3 separate regions of the Sus scrofa genome follow, and all the other regions are linked to region 3. A link is a contact called in public Hi-C and promoter capture Hi-C data. All regions are on one chromosome and are shown on one strand. The core of a region is the stretch at or near the end of the contact, and the rest is flanking DNA. Distances in the headings are between cores, read along the strand shown. Region 1 holds the start of MLXIPL (carbohydrate-responsive element-binding protein). Region 2 holds the start of DNAJC30 (dnaJ homolog subfamily C member 30). Region 3 holds the start of BAZ1B (tyrosine-protein kinase BAZ1B).

Region 1 (4,367 bases), core at 1,028-3,527, 90 kb before region 3:
ATGGAGGTTCCCAGGCTAGGGGTCTACACCACAGCTCACAGCACGTGGGATCCTTAACCCACTGAGTGAGGCCAGGGATCGAACACGCAACCTCATGGTTCCTAGTCGTATTCATTTCTGCTGTGCCACGACAGGAACTCCAGAGGATACTCCTTTAAACAAAAAGACCCCCGGAATTCCTGCTGTGGTGCAAGGGATTGACAGCTTCTCTGCAACTCCAGGATATAGGTTCGATCCCTGGCGGGTTAAAGGATCCAGCACCACCACAGTTGCAGGATAGGTTGCAACTCTGGCTCGGATCTAATCTTGGCCCAGGAACTCCATGTGCCCCAGGACAGCCAAAAAAGAAAAACAAAATCAAACAAAACCAAAAACCAAAAAACAAGGAAGACCCCAAACTTACTCAGTTTCCATTAACAGGGGAGGAGTCATTCACCAGCGGCCATCTAACTCGCCTCTCTTCTTTCTCAGCAGCAAAGTAACAATGAACATCCTCCTCCTCCAGGAAGCCTTCCAGGATTGGACTGCCTTAAGGAACTTCTTCCCACTGTCTTTCTCCAAGGTGAGGCCCTGTGACCACAGCCATCCCTCCATCCTGCTTCTCATCTTCACTGCTATCCTCTTGTTCTGCAAGGGTTATAACCACCTCCAGACTAATTCCAGGTCAATCTGACATTTTTCCATAGGTGTGGCTGGAGCTAAGAGGGAGCCTGGAGAGAGAAGACTTGTCCAAACACCCCTGTTTTAAATATGGGTGGGTTAAATCCAGGATGCTCAGTTAAATCTGAATTTTAGATAAACAGTATGAATAATATTTTAGTGTAAGAATGCCCCAAATATTCATGGGACATACTTAGACTTAAAAAATATTTATTTTTATCTTGGAGTTCCTGTCATAGCACAGCAGAAATGAATCCGACTAGGAACCATGAGGTTGTGAGTTTGATCCCTGGCCTTGCTCAGTGGGTTAAGGATCTGGCATTGCCGTGGGCTGTGGTGTAGGTCACAGATTGAGCTTGGATCTGGCATTGTTGTGGCTGTGGTATAGGCCAGCGGCTACAGCTTCGATTAGACCCCTAGCCTGGGAACCTCCATATGCCATGGGTGCGGCTCTAAAAAGACAAAACATATATACATATAGTTTGTCTGAAATTCAAATTCAGCTGGGCCTCCTGGATTTTTATTTGCTAAATCTGGCAACCCTAAGTAGAGGGAAACTGAGGCCCTGGGAGAGGGAATGAGTATCTTCTCTGGTTGCTGAGCCTGTTCATGAATGCCCCTGCCTGGCTCAAGCCCCAGGCCCCTTACACACACACACACACACACACACACACACACACACACACACACAGCCTCTGATTTCATTCTCGGGTCCTAGCTCTGGCCGTGAATGGGTGTCTGTCCAAGGCGGCAGGACCAAGCCAAGAGCATGGGGAGAGGAAAGCGTGTGCAGACAAAGGCTGAGCTTGCCCCCCAGGACGGCACTGAGTATGGGGGTTTGGAAGGAGTAGGGGTGTCCTCATCGCTCCCCTTCTCAAGATGCCGACCCTAGGGCCACCACTGGCCTGTCCCTGTCCTCTCTCTGGGCGGCTACCCTGTGGGTGTTCAGGGTGCTTGTGGAACGATTGTGGCCATCAGGAGGAATGTGAGGACCCAGAAGGCAGATCACCTGAGGGAGGTTGGTGAGCTCCAGGCGGCAGGAGGGGGTGAGGGAAGAGGCTTCAGAGAGCGTGGGGTTCAGGGAGGGAGGCTCAAGGCAGAGCGTGCGGGGGGAGGGTGGTGCAGGGAAGGGAGGAGGCTTAGGAGGCAGCAGGGACCCGGAGGAGAGCAAGGAGGTCAGAAGGGGTTTCCAGGAGGCAGCGAGCCCAGGGAGGGCAGAGGCTGGGGAGGGGGAGGGCTCAGTAAGGAGCGGCGATGTGTGCGAAGCCGCGGGGGCTGCGCAGAGAAGGGAGTGGGGGTCGGTGAGGGCGATGGGAAATCGGGAGAGAGCCAAGTTTGGAGGTGGCTCAGGGCTGGGCCTCGGATGGAGCTGGCGTCCAGGGGATGAATGGGGTTCAGTGAGCCAGATGGGAACTCAGGACGGACGTGAGGTTGGAAGAGGGGCTGGAGCCCAGGGAGTAACCGAGGCGGTCCTGCCGCCACCTCTGCCCACCTGGGCCTGGCTCCACGCCCCTGGCTCCTCCCTTCTCCAACCCAGCCCGCGGTTTGGGAGCCAGGCTCCAAGCCCCCGCGGAGAGGGGGGTTAAAGGTGAGCGGGCACGAGCGGGTCCCAGACGGGGATTGGCAGGAGCCTGGGCCCAGGGCCCGGGCCATGGCTGCCCCACAGGCCTCCAGCTGGGTGAGCGGCTGCCACCCACGTGCTAAGGAGAGAAGGAGGCACCGGATCAAGGGGCAAAGGACACCCCGAGCGAGCGGGAGGGCGGAGGCCGGGCAGTGCCCACGTCCACACCCGCTGCTAAAAGCCGGCCCGCGGCGTCGCGCAGCGCACAGAGCCCTCTGCCGCCGGCGTAGAGAAGCCGCTGAGAGCGGCTGTGGCCCCGAGCATCCCGCGTGCTCCCCTGGACAGACGCCTCCCGGGGAGACCCCGTGGCCTGGTTGAGAGCTCCCTTACCTGCAAATCCCGCGGAATCCAGGTAAGCGGCACGGACGGGGGTCCACTGGGGGCAGATGCTTAGCACAAGGGGAGTCAGAGCCTCCCTTATGCTGGATCTCAGTCTCCTCACCTGTCAGATGGGGAGGGGGCGCTTCTATGGCTCTGCTGGGCTGCAGGGGTTAATACCTTGTGTACCTGCCCCCCTTCACTCAGGCGCCTCTGCGGGGGTGGGGTGCAGGGAAGAGGAAACCTCATACCCCAGAGAGGGCTCAGGATCAAGAATCCCAGACGAGCTCATCCTGCCTGCTCTTCCTGGAGACTCACGGACTCCCACTGCCTCCGGGCCCCACTGGCTGGGCTGGGACTGAATCTTGGTCCGGGGCTCTCCCTGGAGCTAGGTGTGGGACCAGAGAGCCAAGAGGGAGGGCATTCCTCCCTGCCGTCCCCCTGCCCTGGGCAGGGGTGGGTGCTAGTAGTAAAGCTGGTTCCAGGTGGGCCCTTGGGTGAGGGACCAGGACTCAGACTCCTCCTGGCTGGGCAGGGAGAAGCCACATGTCATGGTGGGACAGAGAAACCGTGTGGATTCCCAGCCACCAGGCTTTAGTCAACAGGTAGGGGCTAGGGAAGTGGTGAAGGCCACCCACGCTGGTCTGGCTTAGGGAGGCCAGGGCTCCCTGCCGACTCCCAGCCACCCTGCCCCCACCTGTGTCCCCTGAGTCCACACGTGGGGGCCAGGAGCTGGGGTCCAGCCTGGGCTGGTTTAGGAGCTTTGGGTGCTTGTCTCTGTCTGGCTGTGTGACCTTGGGCTTGTTACTTCCTTTCTCTGGGCCTGGCTCTCCCTCTGTGATGTAGGGAGGCTTCCTGGGCCACTGGTATGGAAACAAGGACAGAATAAACTGGGACAACAGGATGCCTCAAAGGACAGGGAAGCCCCCTCCAAACAAGGTCTCACTTGTCCTTTGCAAGGGGGAGGATGCAGCTGAATCAGGCGGCAGGTGGGGCCAGGGATCTACCCGGCCTCCATCTTGCCCAAGTTCTCTCAGCATCTGGCCAGCTCCTGCCCAGGCCCCAGATCCTCAGAAAAGGGGCCTGGGTCCCTCAGGCCCTGGAACCTGAGCAGTGGGTTCAGGCCCATCCCAGTGAGGCTTAATTCCTCAGCCTCAGGGCAGAGCCAGCTTCTGGAGGAGGAGGGAGATTCCAGTGGGGGCATTCTGGAGGATGCCCCCCCTCTGGCGAGGGTGATCCTTCTGACTGCAGCCCTCCATCCCCCTTACCCCTCCAAGGACACAATCCACCTCAGGCCTGGGCTCAGACCGAATCGTGCTCAGGCTCAGGCTGGGATCAGGACTCAGCCGGGGCCCAGGTGAGAGGGCTGCCGAGAACTGAGGTCAGGGCCATGCCTCGGGGCTTGGATTGCTGTGAATGAAAGTATGTGACAGCGATGCTGGTGACATTTGTGAAGTGAGGTGGACAGTAAAGTGCTTTGACAAACTGCAAAGTGGAACAGAGCAGAGGGGGCTTTTGAGGTCCTGTGACCTCGCCTGCCCAGATACTCAAACTCACCTCCCAAGCCCTCCCTCTGAGGCTGCCCTTGACCCCGCCGCTGGCCCTGTCGGGGGCGAAGGCAGGTTGAGACCTGTGTGGGAGCTGTCAGACTGGGCGAGGCCCTCTTTAGGCCAAATCTCGCTCCCTGGTCAGAGCGAAGAAAGGGTTTGGGCTGGGATATGAAGCAGGATGGAGGAGCTGAGGGGGCTCCCCGAGGCTCAGGGAGCTG
Region 2 (4,409 bases), core at 1,698-4,197, 120 kb before region 3:
CTTCATGGATACTAGTCAGGTTTGTTGACTGCTAAGCCATGATCGGAACTCCAGGAATAATTTTGAAATAAGAAAACACCTGTTATGGAGCCTTGTTCTGACCTTATAAATCAAAAAACCTGGGGGATATAAAGCCTTCTGTGTGACTCTGCTGCACAGCCAGGTTTGGGAAGCACTGGCCTGCAGGACTAAAAGCAGCACGTGAAGTCTCTTACCTGATACAACCATCAAAGGAGCCTGGTTTGAAGGGGATGCCCTGACCCATGTCCCCAAGAAGCAGGTCTCCTGAAGTGTCTCGGTCCAAGGCCGCGTCTGCATTGGAGAAAAGCAGGTGAGGGAATGAGACGACATGGATCAGTGCTGCACACCTGTGGAGGGTAGGGTGCCCAGCCCATGCTCGACAGGACACACTTACCCAGCATGGCGGGGCTGATGTCAATGCCCACCCAGTAGTGCCCCTCATCCGAAAGGTAATCTCCACTCAGTCCAGAACCGCAGCTAGAAGACACACACAAGCAAACCGTGACTCAACAGCGTGAGCAGCAAAGACACCCCACCACCTGGACTATCTGAACGGGACCCAGGATCTCACCCAATATCCAGCAGGTAACAGGGCTGATCCTCAGGGAGATGAAGGAGCTCCAAGGCTCGCCCAGCCATCTTGGTTTGGACATCAATCATCCGTGAACTAGAAAGGCAGAAACACAAGCAAATGGTAGAGTTCTGGGCTCAACCCTTACCCAGACCAAGAAAAGCCAAAGAAAGAGAAAAAGCAAGAACACTCTGAGGTATCCTTTCCCAGTCAACAAATTCAACCACAACCATTTCAAAGTGACCCCAGGGAGCTCCTGTTGTGGCTCAGTCAGTTAAGAACCCGACAGTGTCTATGAGGATGCAGGTTTGATCCCTGGCCTCACTCAGTCGATTAAGGATCCAGTGTTGCTGTGAGCTGTGGTCTAGGTCGCAGATGTGGCTCGGATCCACAGTTGATGTGGCCATGGCTGTTTTGTAGGCCAGCAACTGCAGCTCCAATTCAACCCCTAGCCTGGGAATTTCCATATGTAGCAGGTGCTGCTGTAAAAAGGGGGGAAAAAAACTAAAAAGTGACCCCAAAAGTCCATGGGATACATGCTATTTTGTTGTGACACAAATCAAGACTGTACCAGCAGCAAAGCTAATGTGAAGGGAATAACTCATTTACCTATTGACCAATCAGTGGGTATTTGACTTTATATTACTTAAGGCTTTGATACTGTATTACTTAACAATCTGTCTTCTAGTAGACTTTATCCACCATAGTTACTCTCACATACAAGGGTCAACAAGGCACGACAAATAATCTATATCAGGAGTTTCTGTCATGGCTCAGCGGAAACGAATCTGACTAGCATCCATGAAGACGAAGGTTCAATTCCTGGCCTTGCTCAGTGGGTTAAGTAAGCGTTGCCGTGATCCATGGTGTAAGTCACAGACATGGTTCGGATCTGATGTGGCTGTGGCTGTGGTGTGAGACGGCAGCTACAGTTCCTATTTGACCCCTAGCCTGGGACCCTCCATATGTCGTGGTTGCGGCCCTAAAAAGACTAAAAAAAAAAAAAAAAAAAAAAGTCTATAGCAGTGCTATCAATAAGAAATATAATGCAAGCCACACAAGACTTTCTAGAGGCTACAGTTAAAAAGAAATCATATACATAAAATTAACTGTAATAATACTTAACCTGACATACTTTATATCTTACTTAACCTAGTATGCTCAAAGCATCATTTCATTCATAACATAAAAAATGATCAATAAAATGTTTTACATTTTCCTCACACTAAGCATATCAGATGAATTGTTTCAAGAGGAGACTGACAGCTAGCCACTGGTTACCACGTGGAACATTAGAGATCTAGAGTGTACCTGGCTTCCCCAAGATCCAGGGAAAGAATCAAACATAAGTTTTCAAAATGCCTAAGACAGTACTCTGCAATTGGAAAAATGTTTGTATTTGCTACATAACGACGACTGGCTAGATTTTTTGCTGACTCTGTCTTGGCCTCGAACAAAAAAGAGAAAAAAACAAGTATCTGCAAAACTTTCCAGAGTACTGTATGGTTTAGAATAGGTTTGGTAGTCTCTGCTCTAGCTCTCACCTGTGAAATGACTTGGCAATTACACAAAAAACTAACCTCTGTGAAATTGACACTATACTAGTAGCTGTCATGAGAAATACTAAGATGATGTAAGCACTCTATGAATATTATTTCCTTCCCTCAAACAGTACTGACCCCATACACGCTTCCACTGCCTCCTACCTATTTTACCACGTGCTTAAAATAAGCTGTCATTTTAGAAAAAAGTAGATATGATCCTTCTCATTCTGATGCTAAGATTACTAAGATGCAGAGAGTTTAGATTTTAGTAACCTTAAAGTTTACTTAAAAGTGGACTTTGCCAGTGTCATAAATGGGATGAAACAGATCCCTTCCTTCCCGCACCCCCAAATTCCGATTGCTTTCCAAGAACTGTCCGCCATCAGGGCAACTTGCCGGTTCCCGACCCCCGACGCCCCGCAAACATCCAGGCTCCCCTTACTTGCGCACGTATTTCCGGGCTTCATTTTTGTCGTAAAACTGCAGGAACGAGAAAGAAAAAACGGGAGTCGGAGGAGGAATCAAGTTGCCGAGGCCCTAGGATAGGAGGAGAGGGTACCCGCGGGCCACAGGCCTCACCAGCTCCGGAGGCCCGCTGTGCTCCGGTCTCCGCCCGCGGGACGCCATACCCACGCCTCAGCAGCAGGACTGCAACAACCAGTTCCCCGGAGCCTGGCTTTTATGTCATCGGCCCGGCGCCTGGCTCGTAATACGCATGCTCCGCCCCTCTGCCCGCCTTCTCTTTTACTCGAATGGCTACAGGGCTGACGTGCTGCTAAAAACGCACGCCTCCCATTGGCCAGTTTATTTTGCACCGCCCGCCTGATTCATTCAAGATGGCAGCCCAGCGCGATCTGAGGAGGTCGCGGTTGCTTCTGTGGAGGTTGTGGCAGGCTCGAGGGGTTCCACAAAACCCGGGACTCGGCCTGAGCCTAAAAACTAGAACTTATTCCCAGAGCGACGGCCCGTACTCGCGTACGGCGCTCTATGAGCTGCTCGGCGTCCCTTCCACGGCCACGCAGGCGCAGATCAAGGCGGCCTACTACCGGCAGAGCTTCCTCTACCACCCGGACCGCAACTCCGGGAGTGCTGAGGCCGCCGAGCGCTTCACGCGCATCTCTCAGGCGTACGTGGTGCTGAGCAGTGCTACCCTGCGTCGCAAATATGACCGAGGTCTGCTCAGCGACGAGGACTTGCGCGGCCCCGGCGTCCGGCCCTCCAAGAAGCCCACCGCTGACCCCGACTCGCCCCGCACCCCACCGCCTGCTTCTCGGGCCCACGGCCGTGGTCAGGCCTCAGCGGGCGCCAGCAACACCATGTTCAACTTTGACGCCTTCTACCGGGCGCACTACGGCGAGCAGCTGGAGCGCGAGCGGCGCCTTAGGGCCCGGAGGGAGGCCCTTCGCAAGCAGCAGGAGGACCGCGCCAATAAGGGCTTACGCTGGGATGAGATCCGAGACTCGGCTTTTTTCTTGTTTCTGCTCACAGTCTTCATCATCATGAGTTTTCGTTTTTAATTGGAGAGTGGAGGGAAGGGGAGCAGCCCCCAGCCAGCACCCCCAACCCCCCAAGAAAATGGCTGTGCGTGTCATCTTGAACTCATTGCCCTCCATTGTCTACCTCTCCTGGGGTCGAAGAATTGCTCTCCCCCCTCTTCGTCCCCACCCGTCCAGTTTAACCACTGATCTTCACATCCCTATCCCTCTGGTCCAGATAAGGAGGCTTGTTGCTGCCCAAGAAAGAGGCCTCCAATGAAGAGTCCCGAAAGTCCGAGAGCGAGAGGTTTCCTGGAGGCCCTGGGCTGCCTGCTTCCAGATGTTGTCAACTTCTGGAATACTTGCTCTAGCTTTCTTGTAAAGCTCTGAGCAAGACTCGCCTGCTCCTACCCCACGTTTGTAGCGTGGGGCGTCTCTGTAACCTTGAAACGTGCAATGTGACCAATCATGGCTGCCAAAAGAAAAATTCTGGGGTTGTACGAAACTTGTCTTTCTGTGAGTTCCCCAAGCCGCAGGTGAGACCTGATGTAGGGTAAGGGTGTGATCTAAGATCGTGGGAATCCATTGCCATTGTTGTGTGGTTAGCCCCAGACCCTACTCCCCCTTCTGTTGGTGGCGTGTGGGAGTGGGAAGACAGGATCAACAAGGATAAGGAATGAGCCTTCCTGTGCCCATGCTTATCTGATGTATGACCTTGGCTAGGTACTCCGGGCATAATGGCAGAGGATCAAATCACTTGCTTGGTTGGGGTCTGTCACGTGTGATTATCCCATGTCC
Region 3 (4,730 bases), core at 376-2,875:
TGCTGTGCCACAACGGGAACGCCTGCAATTCTCTTCTAAGCAGTCACTTCAGTTGAGTCCTCACAGGCTATGGCTGGGATGATGACTTCCTTTGCCACTCTCTTGACTTGATACTTTCTGCCTCAAATCCATATGTCTGAGGAGTTCCCCGGTGGCCTATTGGTTAAGGATTCAGTGCTGTCAACTGCCGTGGCTCAAATTCGATCCCTGGCCTGGGGATTTCTGAATGCCATGGATGCAGCCAAAAAAAAAAAAAAAAAAGAATCCCTATGTTTGAGACACATTGTCCTCAATTTACCAAGTCCGCCCTGCTGCTCCCTCTGCCTAGGATGTTTGTTTCTCATTTTTCTGCCTAGTGAAGTGCTACTTATCCCTTTACAATCAACTCAAATGCCACATCCTCTGACAAAGTTTCTCCTAATCCTCTTAAAAGAAATGGCTCCTGAAGGAGAATGAGCACTCTTCTCTGCTAGGTCTTCAGAGGAGGCGTCTGACCTAGAACTTACTTTTTACTGGGGAGTGTCCTCACTTTCAAGGTGAGAAGAAAAGGAGAAAAGGGTCTGGCACCGGCATGCCTCCATTTAGGGACAACTAGCAACCAGGGAAGGTACATTCTGGGGCCAGTGAAGGTTTCTGAATCAAGGGAGATAATTTAATAGCAAAGAATGATTAATAATTATGTTTCTGATTGTATGGGTAACCTAACAGATTTTGAACTAAGTGGGAGTAGTCTGCTTGGAGAAGCAGCTTAACTGTTCTCACTCTCTAGGTGTAGTTACCGCTGTTTTCTTACTGCGCACTTTGTACAGCACTCATTACAGAGAACTGTGATTATTTGTGTCTTATTTTTTCAGGAAGTCTCTGTCTTATTTTTTTCCCTATGGTACCCAACGCAGGGTCCTGAACCCGGCAGGCGCTAGTAAAGACTATTTGAATGAATGAGTGTATTTTTAATAGCCATATCCTTTAATGTATTTTTCTAAAGAAGCTTTGATACGATCCTTTCCAGCAAGCCACTAGAAACATCGTATTAATATCCACATCTCAACCACGCTCTCATCCAGAAGTTAACTTTGGGGTGAGCAGGGTTGGGCCTCAGGTTATGCCTCAGTCGAACCTTTGCGGGGCAAAGTCTCGGGGTTACTTCCCGCCAACCCCTCCTCCCATCCGCCCCACCCGCGCATCCCCGGGCGTGGCTGAGAGCGGCGCCTTTAAGAAGGGGGCGGAGCACGAGTGGGAAGACAAAGCCCCTGGCCGCGCGCTCCCCCTCCCCCCTCCGGCGCACCGCACGGACAGTGGTGCCCGGATGTCGGTGTCGCCTTCAGTGACAGATGGCGCAGTGTCTGTATATGTTAGAGGGCTTCTCTGGCCTGACCTGTTTGAATTCCTGGCCTTTCGGTGCCCCGCTATCCCCCACTTTCAACCCTGCCGCTGGAGGCCCGCACTTCTGTCACCGGCGCTTACATAACTTGACCTTTCACCTCTTCATACTGCCCTCTAGTGCGCTGCAACCCAACTAGGCAGCCCGGGAAGGGGGCGGGACCCAAGGGCCGAGCGGCAGCTCCTCTGAGCCAATAGACTCTGGGAGCTGACCAGCTCTCAGCCTATTGGAGCATTCGCCACCGGCGCCACAGGGGAGCAAGTTAGTGTGTGCGCTGGCCGGGCGGGGGGGAGGAGGGGAATCTCCCGCCATTTTTCAATAATTTCCTCCGGTGCAGCTGAGGACGCGTCGTGACTGCTGAACGCTGGGACCCGTAGCGAAGGTTGGCCGGAGGCTTCGGGGCGGTGCGGCAGTGTGCGTGGGAGTTCTGTGCCTTTGCGTCCCGTTCCATGGCCCTCGCGCGGCGGCGCTGGCCCTGAAGGAGCCGAGTTCGCGCCGCCCTCTCACCCCTCCCCTCCCCCACCCCACCCCGGGAGCCTGGCGCTTGCTCCCGGCCGCGGGGCCTAGTGTTGCGCCGCAGGCTCGCCGAGAGCCTACGTCTTCCCCTCCGCAGACGCCGCCGCCATGGCGCCGCTCCTGGGCCGCAAGCCCTTCCCGCTGGTGAAGCCGCTTCCAGGCGAAGAGCCGCTGTTCACCATCGCGCACACTCAGGAGGCCTTCCGCACCCGGGAGTATCCTTTTCCAGCCGCGCTGGCCAGGCCGCCCGCGGGGTGGGGTGGGGCGGGGTGGGCCGCGCAGCCCCGGGCCAGTGGCAGCTGTCAGCGCGCCCGGCGTCGGCGGGCCTGCACCCGGAGCTTGAGCCCGGAGCCTGCAGTTCCGGGGGCGGGAGGGCCGGCTGGCCGGCCGGGTTCAGGCCGCTCTGGAGCCCTGTGCCCTCCATCCTTTCCCGGACCCCGCATTTTGTCTACGGGCCTCGCTGTCGGTGAGCGATCCTCCAACCAATTTCCCAGGGGTTTGGTTTTAGGCCCTAATTAGCAGGAGAAACTGGGTTTCCTTTGCTGCTGCTTTTTTTCTTAAGTTTTGGGGATTGTACTCGCGCAGCTTCGTGATCTTGGTGATGCGTTCTACGTCAATCTCTGCAGGGGCATTTGTGTTTTGCTCCCCCCGTGTGGACTTTAGGGTGGTGATGGACTTACTGGTGATTTTCCAGACTTAGAGAAAAAGCAGGAAAAAGTTACCTTGGAGGAGCGGATGCTTTTCTTCCCTGGGTATGCACAGATAAGGAATTTTGACGGTGTACAGCAGATAGGTATTTGTCTTCTAACAATATTTAAAAAAATACCAAGACACGCTTAAAGTTTTTATGCTGTGCTTGAGGAACGCGAGGCTGATGTTTTAAGTACGAAGCATCTTTCTAATCATTGCTTAAGATTTCTTTCACAAGCTTTATTTGTCTTGTAGTTGAAGGTCGTACAACTCTTACTTTTTTTTAATGGATGCCAGCTAAATCCTTTATGAAGCTTAAGTGTAAACAAGATTTCTGAATCAAGCTTTCTTTAGTGAATAGAAAGCTTCAAGAGTGAAGGCTAATGTATTATTTAGTTTTATCTCCCCCTTCCCTTTGGAAGAACTTGATTTCTTAGTAGTTTGCTTGCCTCGGTATAGGAGGAAGCGCCAAGTGTGAGCCATATCATTTGATTTCATTTCTCTTTGATCTTCTCTTTAATATGATGCTTTACGGGGTAACCTCGCTCTTGTGTGAGTGCAGATTGTGGATGTTAGGTGTTTAGTACAGAGGGACTTGGAAAGTGAGTCTGTGCTTTAGGAAGGCTCTTGAAATGTAACTGTAGCATCTCAGAGCTGAAATGGATCTTGGAGATGGTGGGTTCTCCTGCCAGAGTAGGCCAGGTGGGCCCAGACAGTTGAGGCCGACTTGTTAAGGTCATACACTGAATGATGAGAGTCAGGAGTAGAATCCAGTGCCGGTACCTCATCCTTGTAAGTAAATCAAGGAAGCAACATGAAATGTTATTCCTTCACTTTTAATAATCTTTGTCCATTGTTTGTGTCAGTTTGTGGTATAAGAGAAAGCGCATTTAAGGGGGTCGTAGGAGGAATAGTCTGGTTCTTTTTCTTGTTCTGTTAGGACTTTAGATTGTTTTGGAGGAGTGCTCTAGCTCTACTAAATACAACCCTGTTTTAAAAGTGATCTACCTTTTTTTTTTTTTAATAACATTCCAAAACATCAGTGGAGTAAAAAATTCCTTCTGGGACTATGCCATATCCTTTTCAAATGTCAGCTTTTGAGCACCTGATGGTTATTCATACTAATGTTATTGGTTATTAATTTATCAGGCCTGGTTCTAGTGGAGTATAAGAATCTGCAAATTAATCTCTACTCTATGAGACAAATTCTAAATCTGTAATAGGCACTGAGCTCTGTAAAAAATGACGAGATAGCTAATTTCGAACTGGCAGCCTAGGCTTTTTCATATCATTTACTGAAATCGTTGAACTGTGTATGAAGAATTTCTTTAAATGATGACAGTTGAAAACTGAAAGGTGAAACTTTTTAAGTGGTAGGTATTTAATAAAAATTCCTCATCTTTAAAATTTCCCATGCCAGTATTCTGAACCCTTTTTACAAAGGAGTTCTTAAACTGTTACATATTTGGGGGGAAATTGCTCCCTTTGGAATTTCTTCTAGTGGAAGCACTTTGAGGATGGTTTTTAAAGCAGTTGTGCTATGTGGTTGCCAGATTGACATATTTCTTTATTAGGCTATTAGGGATTTCATAGAGGAGAACAAGTATGCGGTTAGGTAACTGCTGCATTTGAAGTATTTCTATTACTTAATTTATAGTTATAATTATGTTTTTAATAGGATTTCATACTCTAATTTTCTCCTAATACCTTCCTCTTGATTGTATATATATTCTGTAGCAAATTTGTATGATATTTTATTGACTTACAGCTCTGAGCATTGTGTTCTTGCAGGTATTATTGTACATCGTCACTAAACTTACAGTGGTAGTTGTGAATGATGCACATATTTGATAACTAGATTTATATATTGATAATTATGTTTATTGTACAGTAGCTCAATCTATGGTACATTGCTTCCTAGAGTAGTACTACAGGCAAGACACCAGATCTTTTTTTGTTTTTGTTTTTTACTTTATGGCTGCATTCAAGGCATATGGAAGTTCCTGGGTCAGGGTTTGAATTCGAGCCACAGCTGTGACCTGAACCACAGCTGCAGCAATGCCAGATCCTTGGGTCCTTAACCCACTGCACTGAGTGAAGGATCCAAACCATCCAAACCACACCTCTGAAGTGACCCAAGCCG

The links. Promoter capture Hi-C pulls out the DNA fragments that hold promoters and counts their contacts. Hi-C and Micro-C count contacts between places; a contact is called where the count stands out from the background.
Region 1: a promoter capture Hi-C map of liver shows a contact between it and region 3, with 2.3 times the contacts expected there. The contact joins the promoter of MLXIPL here to the promoter of BAZ1B in region 3. A contact is called at or near these places in 1 of 5 promoter capture datasets (liver) and 2 of 47 Hi-C or Micro-C datasets (embryonic fibroblasts and heart right ventricle).
Region 2: a contact with region 3 is called in a Hi-C map of liver, with 2.6 times the contacts expected there. The contact joins the promoter of DNAJC30 here to the promoter of BAZ1B in region 3. A contact is called at or near these places in 2 of 5 promoter capture datasets (fetal liver and fetal skeletal muscle), 3 of 47 Hi-C or Micro-C datasets (embryonic fibroblasts, heart right ventricle and liver) and 1 of 2 datasets of contacts at active chromatin or transcription factors (alveolar macrophages).

What each region holds. Positions count from the first base shown.
Region 1 is chr3:10,932,167-10,936,533 of Sscrofa11.1, reverse strand. MLXIPL (carbohydrate-responsive element-binding protein) reads left to right here and starts at 2,277. Exons shown (of 15, transcript XM_021086328.1): 1 at 2,277-2,633. LOC102163947 (a long non-coding RNA gene) reads left to right here. Exons shown (of 5, transcript XR_002342320.1): 4 at 475-562; 5 at 687-921.
Region 2 is chr3:10,958,473-10,962,881 of Sscrofa11.1, reverse strand. It overlaps DNAJC30 (dnaJ homolog subfamily C member 30), which reads left to right and starts at 2,947. Exons shown (of 2, transcript XM_021086330.1): 1 at 2,947-4,409. The coding sequence starts at 2,973. The coding sequence ends at 3,653. It overlaps BUD23 (probable 18S rRNA (guanine-N(7))-methyltransferase), which reads right to left and starts at 2,845. Exons shown (of 13, transcript XM_003124410.4): 1 at 2,716-2,845; 2 at 2,579-2,616; 3 at 593-688; 4 at 416-498; 5 at 216-312. The coding sequence starts at 2,763.
Region 3 is chr3:10,840,813-10,845,542 of Sscrofa11.1, reverse strand. It overlaps BAZ1B (tyrosine-protein kinase BAZ1B), which reads left to right and starts at 1,625. Exons shown (of 21, transcript XM_021086315.1): 1 at 1,625-1,763; 2 at 1,995-2,112. The coding sequence starts at 2,006.